Regions from separate parts of the Gossypium hirsutum genome. Here all the other regions are linked to region 5. A link is a contact called in public Hi-C data. All regions are on one chromosome and are shown on one strand. Each heading gives the region's core, a stretch centred on a gene start, on an enhancer-like site or on the middle of the called end of the contact. The rest is flanking DNA. Distances are from core to core; before and after follow the strand shown.

Region 1 (2,700 bases), core at 120-2,619, 880 kb after region 5:
TAAAATTTTTTAAATTTCCGACATTAAAGACATTAATTAGGTACCAATTTTTGGGCGTTACAAGGGTGCTAATCCTTCCTCTTACGTAACCGACTCCCGAACCCGTTCTTTTATTTCGTGGACCAAAACTAATGATTTTAAAACAAAATGTTTTAAAGGTGATCCAATCACACCTAAAAAGATTGATGGCGACTCCCGTTTTCGTTTTTTAAAATCGATTCCCATTTTCCAAAACTCGATTTGAAAATGGTTTCGACAATGTTTGATTTTATTTTTTTCTTGAGGAATATACTCGATACTCTAGTGACTTAGGAGTTTCAATAGTAAATAAATTCTTCTTACCAAGTCTGAGTTGGAACCGACCTAAACTCTTTAAAATAATTTTAGCTTTAACTCAAAAAGTAATATATAACATAAATATTTTTTAAAAATATTTCTTTTCAATATAAATGAGTTAAATAATAATATTAAAATTAATTTTAAATATTGTTGTAGACATTTGCGGTTATCAAATTCCTAACATCAATTTATTTTATGGATCCAGGAATATATATATATATATATATATTAGTTTTTACCAATGTAAGAATTTACACAACATAAAATATCAGTAATTATAAAAATAATGTTGCACTGCTAGCCAACAAATGGTTGCTTGATACATCTGTATCGAGATAACAATATGCCCAAATCTAAATTTTTGATAAAAAATTGACCTATCGATTGAACCAGTAAACGAGTTGAATAAATTTGAAAAAAAATCAAAAAAGAAAATCTTGCAACAAGTGGGTCATTTATTCAAAATTTGAAGATTTGAAGATTACATGTCATGATCAAGACTAAAAAGAAGCTTGGGTAAATTGCCTTCCCCTTGTGTTAGTGTGACCCCCAAAGCAACAACATTCTAGTTTAAAGTTGCAATAGCCATACCTAAATAATTGCAGAAGAATATGAAGCAATTGGGTTAAAGCTTTGGCCATAGATCATTACTTATGAAGTTTGGAGGAATCACAAACAGAGATGCAGTATGGGATTGATTTGAAAAATGGAGGCATCTCCATTTCTTCTTCTTCTCTTTTTTTTTCTTTTCTTAAACCCTAAATTGGTACTAATATGGCTGTTAAACTGGTGGTAACCGGCCAACTGGAAGATTTTTTGACACCAAGCACACCGTCATGTACCATGTCACTTTGCCGTGAAAAACGGCAAAAAGAACTATTTTGTCACTTTTCCAAAGTTGAGTGACTGAAATGAAATTAATATGACTATTTTGTCAACTATCCCAAAATTTAGTGGTTGTTAGTGCAATTTACCCTTAATAAAAATATAAAAAAATTGATTTAATTAAATTTCAATTTAAACGGATTATAAGTCACTTTTCTGAAGAAGACTGTAGGTGCTGTTGGTTAGATATGAAAGTAAGTATTCCTGGAGGAAAAGGAAAGAAGAATGTGTTTGTAAAATTGGTTTTGCATATTTCCCCCCCTTAAAGACAAAAACATATTTTGTTTGTTGAATTTGAAGGTGGTAGGGAGATGAGTAGAGCAGCGTAAGCAGTTAAAAGGGCAGCCAAGCTAATACCTAAACACCTCTACCCTGGTTCCGTCCGATATAACTCTTCTTATTAAATTAAGTAGAGACTTGATACGCGGTTGAATAGCGTGAGAAGAGACCTACTATTATTCCTTTACGACCGCCATTAACATCCATCTATCTTAGCCATTAAGATCTCTCTAATTCCAATTTTCTTCTTCCCAGGTAAACATTCTCCTTTCTTCTGTATATCTCTCCCCCCTTTTTCTATTTTCTGCTATGTTTTTTATGCCAACCTTCATTCTTGATTCCTGATCTTATATTATTATTATCGTTAATTCAGTTTGGAGTGAGAATAGTACCCAGAAACCAATCATGAGTGAGATGAAAGATAAATTGAAGGGCTTCATGAAGAAAGTCAACACCCAGTTCTCTTCTTCTTCTTCTTCTTCTTCTTCTTCTGGTAAATTCAAGGGCCAAGGTCGAGTCTTGGGTTCCTCTTCTTCTTCTGGACCTGTTAACCCCATCCTTACCCGTCCCTCTCCTACTCCCAACCCTGCCCCTTCTTCCTCCTCATCCAATTCTAAGCCCGTTTTGCCTTCTAAACCACCGGTTTCTGATCAAAACAAGCCCAGTTCCAACTCTAATCCTGAACCAAATCACAAAACGGGAAGTGGGTTTGATCCCTACGACTCATTCATCACTTCTAGTAAGGTATCCAAAAATGGTTTCACTATAAATGTATTCGAGTGTCCGATTTGTGGCGCTTCTTATCGGTCTGAGGAGGAGGTGTCTATACATGTTGAAACTTGTGTCAACAATACCAATTCATTGGATAGAAAAGGAACTGATGATGAATCTGGATCCAATGAGACCGCTTTGGAAGAGTCAAGAGGTGAAGTAGAGGTTCGTGTTAGTTCATTCCTTTCAGGGAAACCAGCAGAAGGCTCGATTGAGGTAGTTCTCAAGTTGTTGAGGAATATAGTTAAGGAACCTGGGAATGACAAGTTTAGGAAGCTTCGAATGAGTAATCCGAAGATAAGGGAGGCAATTGGTGAGGTAGCAGGAGGGGTTGAACTGTTGGAATTTGTTGGATTTGAATTGAAGGAGGAAGGAGGGGAAATGTGGGCAGTCATGGATGTTCCTAAAGAGGAGCAGATTAGTGTG
Region 2 (2,700 bases), core at 95-2,594, 650 kb after region 5:
ATTTAACCATTTAAATAAGGAAATTGATATATTAAAAATATTAATTGAAAACAATAATAATAAAACTTAAAACAACATGAAATAAAAAATACTAATGTGAGTGGGAAAGAAATCAAACCTAGGACTCAAGGGCAAAACCACTAACATTTAACCATATGACCAAAGAAATTGATTGTATGAAAATAGTAGAAAATTACAACTTAAAGGGAAAACGCATCCAACTGGGTGCTTTCTTGTCAACTGGTAGAAAGCTGCCCAGCTAGACGTGTTTTCACACAGTCTCTCCAAAAATAGCCTATTTCCCTAAAATTTGTTGGCATATATGACTAATTTAGCTTTTTCTTTTTGCTACTTTTTGTTTTTTTTTTAAATTTATTTCGAAAAAAATAAAGTGATATGGCATGTTATTGCCGTAATAGTATTTTTTAATGGATCTAAGTCTTGGAATAATAGATATAACATTTGGAAACTTTAGGTACTAAAGTGAAGCAAATTTAAATTTTTAGGTATCAAAGTGATAATGTGTTATAATTTTGGGGTCAAGTTATGGGTTAATCTAAAAAGATAAATTATTTTTAGGCATAATGATGTATTTAGCCTTTAATGTTTATATTTTTTTGCCAATTTGACCCTTATTCATTTTTTAGCTAAATTTAGTCTTTCACCTTTCAAAAAGTAGTAAAATAATATGTTTATAGAAATATTGATTGGAACATTAATTTTTCAACTATGTTGGTGTGGTAACTTGCGTAACAATTCACGTGTGCTTCATGCTGACATAGCACTATTTATTTTTTTTATGTCAAGTTAATAAACAATTCAAAAATTATAAAAATAATAAAAAATAATAAAACAAGTCAAAATTTAAAAATATAAAAAAACTCATAAAAAATTTAAAAATTAGTATGAAATACATGAGAATTGTCATATTCAAAAATTTGATATTTTAACCAATATTTTTATTTAAAAAAAAAGCAATTTAACTCTTTTTTAAAAAAGTTAATTGTCAATTATGACTGTCATTAAAAAAATTAGAGATCAAATTTAACTCAAAAAAATAAAAATTAAATTGGCAAAAGAATATAAATATTAAGGGACATGCTTATATTTATAAAAGATAAATCACATTATTTTATGATTGTAGTCCTACTGCATTTTAAACCCAAAAGAATGAAAACATTCCTTTAACCCAATTTTCAAAATAATAATTGATATAATTGGTGATAATAAGGTAATAAAAAATTTATAACACATAATTATGTATAACCATAATAAAAACCTTTCACATGTCCTGTTTCTTTCTACTAATGTTTTGATTTTAAGTGGTATGGGTGGGCGGAAAGAAAATAAAATAAAAATATGAAAAGTCTCGCATGGTGGGGCAGTTAATATTAGTATCCACAAAATCAACATACATATCTTCTTCTTTTTTTTAATTTGGTTATATATTATTATAATTTTATATCAACTTTTAGGTATTAATAATTTCTTTTATGTTTATATATATATTTTTTAATTTAAATAATGTATTCAAAGTTTATACTATTTTAAATGATTGACTTTTTTTTTTTTCGTCTGATGGGTTTATTTCCAACAATCATTTTCACTTTAAAAGTAAAAAAAAAAAGTTGATATTATATATTTTTTTTGGTTCACAAAAAAGAAGATGCTTATCCAACTCACTTTTGTTGCCTGAAAAAACATATGTTCTTTTTTGGTGCTCCCAAGGCCAAACCTCACCAATTACAAAATTTTCCAGATCAATTACAAAATTGATATTATATATTTTAATCCGATTTAATGCTTATACCTTATATAAAATCAATATTTAAAAAAAACCTTTTATATTTCAAACATAATTTTTAACTACTATTTTTTTAAAATTTTTTAAAATAATGTTTAAATATTTTAAACCAATATTAACTTTATTTCAAAAATACTAATAAGTTTGTGTTAATAATGTAATATTTTTATTCCAAAATTACTTCCTACTTCAAAAAAAATGTTGTTTTTTTTATAAAGAAATTAACTTGAAGTCTAAAAAGTATTTTAAAATAATTTTAACTAAATTACTAATATATATATAATGTTAATACTTCCTAAATTACAATATTACTGTTCAAAAGATTAATTTAATTATTTTACAAATGCATTACACTGTTAAACGTATAATTCTGTTTAAAAATATATGCAATCACTATTAAATGCTTTTTAAAAAATTATAAACCCCGGATTATTATTTGTATATGTAAGTTTAAAATTAGTTTTTAATCGGGCACATTTTATTTGATTTCATTTAAAAAAATAAATATTTCTATTTAAGTTTTTGAGGGTTAATTTTAACATACATATTTAAATTATGATTTGAATTCTCTAATTAAGTCATAGTAAGTAATTGCGTTTTATCAATAAGGTGATTCCGTCAACCTAACTATTAGCTTTAGTATTAAATACAAGCTCAAATTTGAAGTGGGTCATATTTAAAAACACATGTATGTATTAGACAATTTACATATACAATTCTTAAAAAAAAAAAAACCTCTGTTTTTCATATATTAAAGTTCTCATGTGATAGACACATATTTACGAAAATATTTTATTAACATTTTGGAATAATGTGAAAGAAGAGAAGAGGATTGAGTTCATTTTTCTTTGATGCTAAAGTCAAAAAGATGATTGTAAAAACATTGTGGTGTTGTT
Region 3 (2,700 bases), core at 153-2,652, 860 kb after region 5:
CAAAATCATTGTTTTAGTAAAACAAAACACTTCATTAAAACAATCAGATTACGAAGTGATCCGATCACACCTCACAAAAAGGATTGGTGGCGACTCCATTCTCATTTTTCCGTTTTCAAAATCAAAGTCGAACTCATTTTCAAAAAAATGGTTTCGACAAATGTTTTTTGAAAGAAAAAAATAATCCTATAAAATTAAGGGTAAACTATTAAAATAGTCACTTTTGTTTACCTTAGGTTACATTATATTCACTTATGTTTGAAATGTTAAGTTTTAGTCACTTATGTTAATGTATTGTAACATTTTAGTCACCGAGCCGTTAATTACCATTAATGATGTAATGGTAAGCTAACGTGGCATGTTAAATCATCATTTCAAACAAAAATTTCAGGTTAAATTATACAATTGGTCCTCATATTTGTCGTTTTGAGCAATTTAATTTTTTTTCTTTTGTATTCTTTTAACTTTTCTTCTTTTTTTTCATTCTCTTCTACTTCTTCCTCTGTTTTCCTCCCTTCTCCATCTCTTTTAATGTAGTTTTTCTATGTTTTTCATTTGTTAAAACTAAAGGGGAGGAAGAAAAGAAAAAAATTGAAATAAAAAGAAAAATTAAATTGTTTAAAAAAATAAAAGTATAGGGACTAGTTTTAACAAATAGAAAATATAGAAAAACTAAGTTAAAAGAGATAGAGATGGGAGGAAAACAAAAGGAGAAGCAGAAGAGAATAAAAAATAAAGAAAGTTAAAAGAACATAAAAGAAAAAAATTAAATTTGCTCAAAATGAAAAAATATGGGGAACAATTATATAATTTAACCTAATTTTTTTTGTTTGAAATGATGATTTAACGTGCTACGGTAGTTTACCGTTACACCGTTAACGTCAATTAACAGTTCAGTGACTAAAATGTTACACCGTGTTAACGTAAGGGACTAAAAAGTAACATTTCAAACATAAATGAATAAAATGTAATATGAGGTAAACAAAAGTGACTATTTTATTAGTTTGAATTAAAAGTAAATGATATAATACATGACAAAACTTTAAGCTATTTATACGTCAAAAATTAGGTCCTCCACGTAAAAGTAAGTTTATTTTTGTAGATGTTTTGTTTTAAATATATATAAAGATTTAATTGAAATTGGGAAAATCGTAAGTATGAATTAAATCACAACTTTTATTCACCCTGTTGCTTTATATGCATATCTTCTTCTATCATGCTAGTTGTCCTTCTTTACATGCATATCTCACCCCTGAAAATTTGATGGAACGGCTTGAGATGTTGTTACAAGAGGAATCTTTGCACCTTCAGATGTGGACAGAATTTTAAAGCTTCCGCTTAGTATTTCAAACCTTCTAATGGGATGAATAGACTGTCGGTTTATAGGGTGGATGTTAATAGCTTACTGCTGTTCCGAATCTGTCTGTTACGGGGTGTTGGCAAAGCATTTGGAATTGTGACTTGCCTCCTAAGGTGAAACATTTTTGCTGGAGGTGTTTGACAAGTTTTATCAAGTGTGAGGTGTTGCTTGATTGGAAGGGTATCCATGTGAGCGGTACAGGTTGCCAGAGGATATTGAGCATGTACTAGTGCAATTCTGTCTGTGTTGACAATCTTATCTCTCTGGTTTTATAATAGGTTACTTTGATGGGAGATTCGGTGCGCTAGGAATTGACTCCTCACCTCTCTATGGGTATGGTAACACAAAGACTTCAATCATGATCATCTTATTGCTTTTGCTGATAATTTTTTGCAGCTTTCAGGTTCGCCAAGAAGCGGATTTTGTCGCAGAAGGAGCTCCTTGACAGGGCATTTGGATGCTCAGCTTGTTGAATCAATAGCGTTTTGCTTGGATTAAAAACATAGGATTTGAGCTTGACTCCAAAGCAGTGTTAGTGTTAATAGGAGATTGGATTCGGCTGAAAAATCACTTCCTTCTATTATATGTAAATTATTTTGTTATGATGATTCTCCTCACCCGCATTTACATCAATTATAAATCCAAAAGTTTTTGACTTGAATCCAAGTGCTTGTTCATTATCCTGCTTTTTTATTTGAAGTATGGTACACTTGGCAAGTCTTTAAAAGGGCCCAAATCCTTAACCTTTGAACTTGAATTGGGCCTAATCATCCGAATTTCCATGTGTTATTGCTCCTCACACACACTGCCACAACAATCCACCTGTCCCTCCTTTCTCCATTTCTGCCCACCTCCCCCAAGGCAAAGCAAAGAACATTCCTAAACCGCCCAACCCCTAAAGCCACCTCCGCTTCCTTAATATCAGATCTAATCCCCCCAAACTGAGCATGGCGCTAGAATGGGTAGTGCTTGGCTACGCCGCGGGTGCAGAAGCCCTCATGGTTCTCCTCCTCACGCTACCTGGCCTCGACGGTCTCCGTAAGGGCTTGATCGCCGTCACTCGTGGCCTCCTCAAACCCTTCTTGTCGGTGGTCCCGTTTTGCCTCTTCCTACTGGTGGATATTTACTGGAAATACGAGACACGGCCTAGCTGTGAGGGCGATTCTTGTACTCCTTCCGAGCATCTCCATCACCAGAAATCCATCATGAAGAGCCAACGCAACGCGCTTCTCATAGCCGCCGCTCTCCTTTTTTATTGGCTTCTTTATTCTATTACTGGCCTTGTTGTTAAGGTCGAGCAGTTGAATCAGCGCCTTGAGAGGCTTAAAAATCGGGATTGA
Region 4 (2,700 bases), core at 119-2,618, 800 kb after region 5:
TAAATAATTAAAATATAATATATATATATATATATTGAAAGTTTACAAATACAATCAAAATACAAATACGAGGACATATCCCAACAACCACAAAGTGTATGATCACATAATTACAATACAGATAGACTAAAACTGGATTAAAGTGTAGAATTAAATAATTACAACACAAATAGACTAAAATTGATCAACCGAACTAAAACTCACACATGATAATAAAGGGATAAATCTCAAAACGAACTTTGATTCAATGTGTAATGCTATACATAAACTTTGATTTGTGCAATTTTATACATGGAGTATTAATTTAGGAGAAAATATTTGGTACCTTACCAATGGAGTTTTTAGACTCCACAAATAGGGTTACGGGATTGACAAGTGTCCTATAGAAATATAGTAAAATATTAATAAAAAAAAGACACATGACAACTTTTTAAGACTTCTTTTTAATTCAATTTTTACAAATTAATAACATACTTATCGATATGACACCATATTAAGTAGACATTAAGACAAGTAATTATATATCTAATATACAATTAAATTTATGTATTTATTCTTTTAAATTTGTACAATTGGATTAAAAGTAAAGTTTCATGTATACATTTAAATTACAATCAAAGTTCCAAGTGTATAATTACACCAAATCAAAGTTCATATATCAAATTACATATCGAATCAAGATTTATGTGTAGTTTTGAGATTTACCCTTGACAACAAACAACATATGATGGGACTTGGATACACATTAAGTTTGATGGATCTCGAAACTAGATGCTAAGATTTAGAACCTTTGCCTTTACAGACTATATAAAATAATATATATAAGAGATAATATTAAAATATATTAATTTATCAAGAAATGACAAAAAAGAAGAAGTTATCTATATCATATATAAAAAGGTGGATTGAGTTAGCATTATAAGTCAAATTGATAGTATTCAATTGTAAAATTATTAAAATATTTTTATTTTAAAGGAGGCAAGTAATATATTTATAAATATATTTTTATCTTTTTAAAAATAAGACAACTAAAATTATTATTTAAAAATCAAATATAAAACCAATTAATTTATATAAAAATCTCTTACCATTTCACTTATAATCATTTATTAAAATAATTTTATAAATATATTTTTTACTATAAAATATTTTTCACTCATATAACTTTTTTATACAAATATTTAGAACAATTTATGACTCTATTCAAATTCTTAACTGCGAAATAAATATGCGCATCTAACCGACTCTAAGGGCAGAGATAATGAAGTTAATACTAATTAAATTAAGACTTAATTGAAAGATTCTAGTAGTTGTTATAGAATCTAATATAATATTATATATATATATATATATAAAATAAGGTTTTACGAGTGGACCTTTGCGAGGTGTGAGGTGTAGGAGGAGTTGGACTTTCAGGCACTATAAAGTATAAATCTCTCTCTCTATCTAATCATTCCCCTTTTACTGTTTTACTCTTTACAAATTTTCCTCTCCTTTTTCGTGTTTTTACTCTTAATTTTGCTTTTTGTTTTGGATTGTCTCTTCTGAATCAGAGAAAACCCTACCTTTTTTTTTCTCTTTTATTTCTTTGAATTGGAACGATCAAAAGAAGGAATGGGTTCTGAAGGATCGAGGGTTGTTGGTAAGTCTTCGATTTTCGAAGCCCTAGATTTCCCTCATTTTTTTCCCAATTTCCCTCATATTTTTCGATTATCGGTGAAATTTTGTTATTATTGTTCGATTGATGGGGCTTTGAAGGTTATGTTGAATCTCTGGGATTTTTCTTTTTGGGATAATGTTTGGATTTGGTGGAAAAGGGTTTTAGCTTTGATTATTGGTGCTCTTTTGTTTAGTTCGAAGTACTGTTTCGAAATGCTTGAGAATGGATTTGTTGTGCTTGGCTTGATATTCAAGGTGAAACTTTTACGGGCTTTTCTGTTGGAATTTATTACAAGATTTTTATTTTCTTAATGGATTTTATTGCCAGTGTTTGATGGGGCTTCTTTAGAAGTATTAATGATTGAGTTTGTATCCTTGTGTGTGTGTGTGGAGAGATTGAGATATTGTAGGAATGGAATCAGTGTAGCCAGGGTTTAAATTGCTTTTAGATTTAGTCTCTTTTCATTTGCCCTACGGTTTGTAATCTGTAAAATGCTAACGCGAACACAGATTAAAATATGTTTGTTCTTTGTTAACTCCTTATCTTTTTTGCTTTCTTTTATGTAGTGTTCTGAGTTTAAGTTATCTATAGTTCTAGCTGTGGCAAAGCCATTATAATATACTATTATAACTAGTTAGATCTGGCAACACTCTTTCGTGTACCTTATTACAAATAAGGGATATTGATGTTGATTGAGTAAATTCTGGAAAAAAAAGAAGCAATAACCCTTAAACAGGTATTACTTTGTTTTCCATGCCTAGGACTTGTAGTATATGGCAGCTATATATAATGCATGAAATTTTTCCAAAACGGCCAATTTTGACTCTTCATATGGGATGCATATGAAACTGTTGATAAGGTGCTAGCTCTCTTAAAAAGGTATTATGTTACCTTCACCACATTTTTTGACCTTAAAGGTGTACTTGTATGATTCCAAAATCAAGGATTTCTTTTCTCCAACCATCTAATGGCATAGCTTCCAATTATATGATTATTGCTTGTCATTCAGATGTGAACTTTTTCTAGGTATCGATGCTTTC
Region 5 (2,700 bases), core at 86-2,585:
AATGAAAAATATATTTTAAAAAATATTTATAACAAGAAAAGACATTTTTTTGAATCTTATTCCTAAACACACACAAAAAAATGATAATTTTGTCTTGGCAAATTCTTTTTATTTTATATTTTGATTGGAAAATAACTTTACAACTATTGGAATACATTGAAAGATATTAATTAAAATATCGAGAAAGTTACATTATCACGTTTGATTCATTAAGTATTTTCCTAGGAATGTAATGATAATTTATAAATTTATCCTTATTACATAAAATATAATATTTATATATTTAATTTTTATAATGAACTTTACTCTTAACCAATTTTTGGATTAAATAATTAATATTAAAATTTAATTGATACATTTTACATTATTTTTTTCCAAAGCCCCAATGTAACATAATTTACATATTGATAAAAAATAATTTACCTGAATATGACATGTAACTGTTTTGAAATTTGACTTATCACTTGTCTTATCCATTTTACTTTGGAATTGATTATCAATCATTTATTCATTCTTGAAAATCATTCTTGTAAAATTTTCAATCACATACAACACGTCATAATTTAAAGGTAAATTATGTAAAAAGGTTATGCTAAAAACAATGTTAGAGATAAGCTTGAACTTTAATTTTTTTTCCTTTTGCTTGAAAAGATTCATAAATACTATGTTCTCAATTAATGCACAGAAGAAAAGAGAAAAAAAATAGAATTTAATATTTAAACGATATAATATATAGATGATTCCGTTGAATAATTCTTTGAAGTAGTAAAGAATATCAAGTAGCAAGGAGGAGGAATGAGGCAATAGCTTCTTTTTCTTTTTTTTTTCTTTTTTTTTACCTTTATTAATAGATTAATACTCTAAACTAATATAAAATGAGAATAATTACTTGGAAAATGATTGCTTTCTATTACTAAATGTTATCTAAGTGTTAGATAGAATGGTAAGATAAATTACACTCCTTAAGAGATAATGTATATCCAAACCTTGAAAATAAATTAAGAGAAATAGTTACGGGGATCGCGAATGTGGATAATAAAACAAAAATGAAAGATATCAAAAAAATAAAATAATTCAAATGCATTTTATTATTTAATATGAATATATATTTTAAGAATAATATAAATATAATTTAAAATTAATATTGTATGATTTTAATATTTTTTATTGATTATTTAATAAAATATAATTTTAATTTATGTTTTATTGTTTATTCTAAAAATATTTTAATTGTTTCATATTTAAACAAATATTTTAATGGTTTTTTTCTTTTTATTCTAATATCTTGCGGTTGCGTTTAAATTAAAAACGTATAACACCATGGACTCTAAAAGATTCTTATCCCATCTTTCAGTTCACTCAGTTCCAGTAGGGAAGGTGGGCTTGCGCACGAGTTAGTATCAGAGAAGATAGCCCAGCCCACCACCCACGGGCTACGACTTGTTGGCTGTCGCTCTGGTGAAGTCCCAAAAGGATCCGATCTTATCGCTTCCCCTGGTCGGGTTCCCTTGAAGTTTCAATCAGATCAAGACTCAGCCTTGCACCATTTGGCTAACCGAGTTCATGGTATGCCTTTTTCCCTTCAGGTTTTAGGACTCCCCCTTTTTTTTTTGTTATATTATAACTTTGGTGAGTTGTTTGGGCTCTTTACAGAATTGGAACTGCTCTTAATTCATTTATGCTTCGTGCAGAAATTGAAATTTAGTGATTCACAGTGTAGGTTTTCTAAATTGGATCATTGAAAGCTTGAGCTTATAAGAAAGGGCCCAACTATCATGTTTAAGTTCTGACAGGTTCATTCATATCAATTCACTTAAATATGGAGGTTCAAGCAGTTCAATATGGAACTGAAATAATCTATTTCCTAATGTGTAAACAATTCCTTTGTGAAACTGCTCAAGGGATGAATGGATTAATATATTGAGCTGAAAAATACATGATTATATTTGTTACTATTATCACTAGGACTGTCAAGTTACTCTCAAGTTTCAACTGAAACTTTATATCGCCCGTTCTATCAATCCAGTAAATCTCTAATTAGCGCTAAATGAACGTATTTTTGAGTTAGCCAACGAGTCTTATGCTATTTTAGGGCAGCATAGGCTGGTGATAGTTTCTTATGTAGGACTGGGATTAATCTGGATGATGCATAAAGAGTTGCCAAAAAGGAGTAACCATCAAGAGTGAGAATAGATCCTGCTTCTTGTTCTGTTAATTAGTGAGCCCAGTATAACGTTAATGCCATTATAAGCTGGTGGCAGTTCCCTATGTTGGATTGGGATTGATGTGGATGACGCATAAAGAGTTGCCAAAAAGGAGTACACCATCAAAAGAGTGATGAGGGAAGCATATCCTGCTTCTTGTTCTATACGTGAGCTGCCAAGGAATCAGTCCCTTCCTAATGTCATTGGAGTCTAGTATAAATACTTTAAAAAAGAAAAAAAGGAGTCAAGTATAAATTAATGTCATGACTCACAAGAGGATTAACTATCTCCATATAATGGAATAGTTGCATGTGCATGCATACACAGGGTTTAAATGATAATTTTCCTTAGTAATTATCCCATCTGGTGGATTGGATAAAGTACCATCTGGCTACATGGTTATGATAATGGAAGCATTGTCCCCTTTTTAGAATTTGATGCTCTTTTCTAGGAAATAGATTCCAAATTGTTTCTCTAAGTATTCTTTTAATGCCTT

The links. A called contact is a pair of places that touch in the nucleus more often than the background predicts.
Region 1: a contact with region 5 is called in a Hi-C map of leaf, with 2.2 times the contacts expected there. The contact joins the promoter of LOC107887607 here to the promoter of LOC107886326 in region 5.
Region 2: a contact with region 5 is called in a Hi-C map of leaf, with 2.9 times the contacts expected there. The contact joins the enhancer-like site here to the promoter of LOC107886326 in region 5. A contact is called at or near these places in 2 of 34 Hi-C or Micro-C datasets (both in leaf).
Region 3: a Hi-C map of leaf shows a contact between it and region 5, with 2.5 times the contacts expected there. The contact joins the promoter of LOC107886282 here to the promoter of LOC107886326 in region 5. A contact is called at or near these places in 3 of 34 Hi-C or Micro-C datasets (hypocotyl and leaf).
Region 4: a contact with region 5 is called in a Hi-C map of leaf, with 5 times the contacts expected there. The contact joins the promoter of LOC107886278 here to the promoter of LOC107886326 in region 5. A contact is called at or near these places in 7 of 34 Hi-C or Micro-C datasets (callus, hypocotyl, leaf and 1 more).

Annotation. Positions count from the first base shown.
Region 1 is chrA03:86,917,183-86,919,882 of Gossypium_hirsutum_v2.1, forward strand. LOC107887607 (plant UBX domain-containing protein 2) reads left to right here and starts at 1,370. Exons shown (of 4, transcript XM_041097832.1): 1 at 1,370-1,758; 2 at 1,877-2,700. The coding sequence starts at 1,909.
Region 2 is chrA03:86,681,612-86,684,311 of Gossypium_hirsutum_v2.1, forward strand. No RefSeq gene overlaps it. Among protein-coding and RNA genes, the nearest start is that of LOC107886277, 14 kb to the right of the region's middle. Within about 2 kb of position 1,345, at least 1 of the 9 cell types and tissues checked has an H3K27ac peak or open chromatin away from gene starts, as enhancers often do. A contact at or near this core is called in leaf, where this site is marked.
Region 3 is chrA03:86,896,367-86,899,066 of Gossypium_hirsutum_v2.1, forward strand. LOC107886282 reads left to right here and starts at 1,403. Exons shown (of 5, transcript XR_005916358.1): 1 at 1,403-1,693; 2 at 1,757-2,700.
Region 4 is chrA03:86,828,385-86,831,084 of Gossypium_hirsutum_v2.1, forward strand. It overlaps LOC107886278 (ubiquitin-conjugating enzyme E2 variant 1A), which reads left to right and starts at 1,369. Exons shown (of 5, transcript XM_041097801.1): 1 at 1,369-1,642. The coding sequence starts at 1,615.
Region 5 is chrA03:86,033,179-86,035,878 of Gossypium_hirsutum_v2.1, forward strand. LOC107886326 reads left to right here and starts at 1,336. Exons shown (of 5, transcript XR_005913943.1): 1 at 1,336-1,566.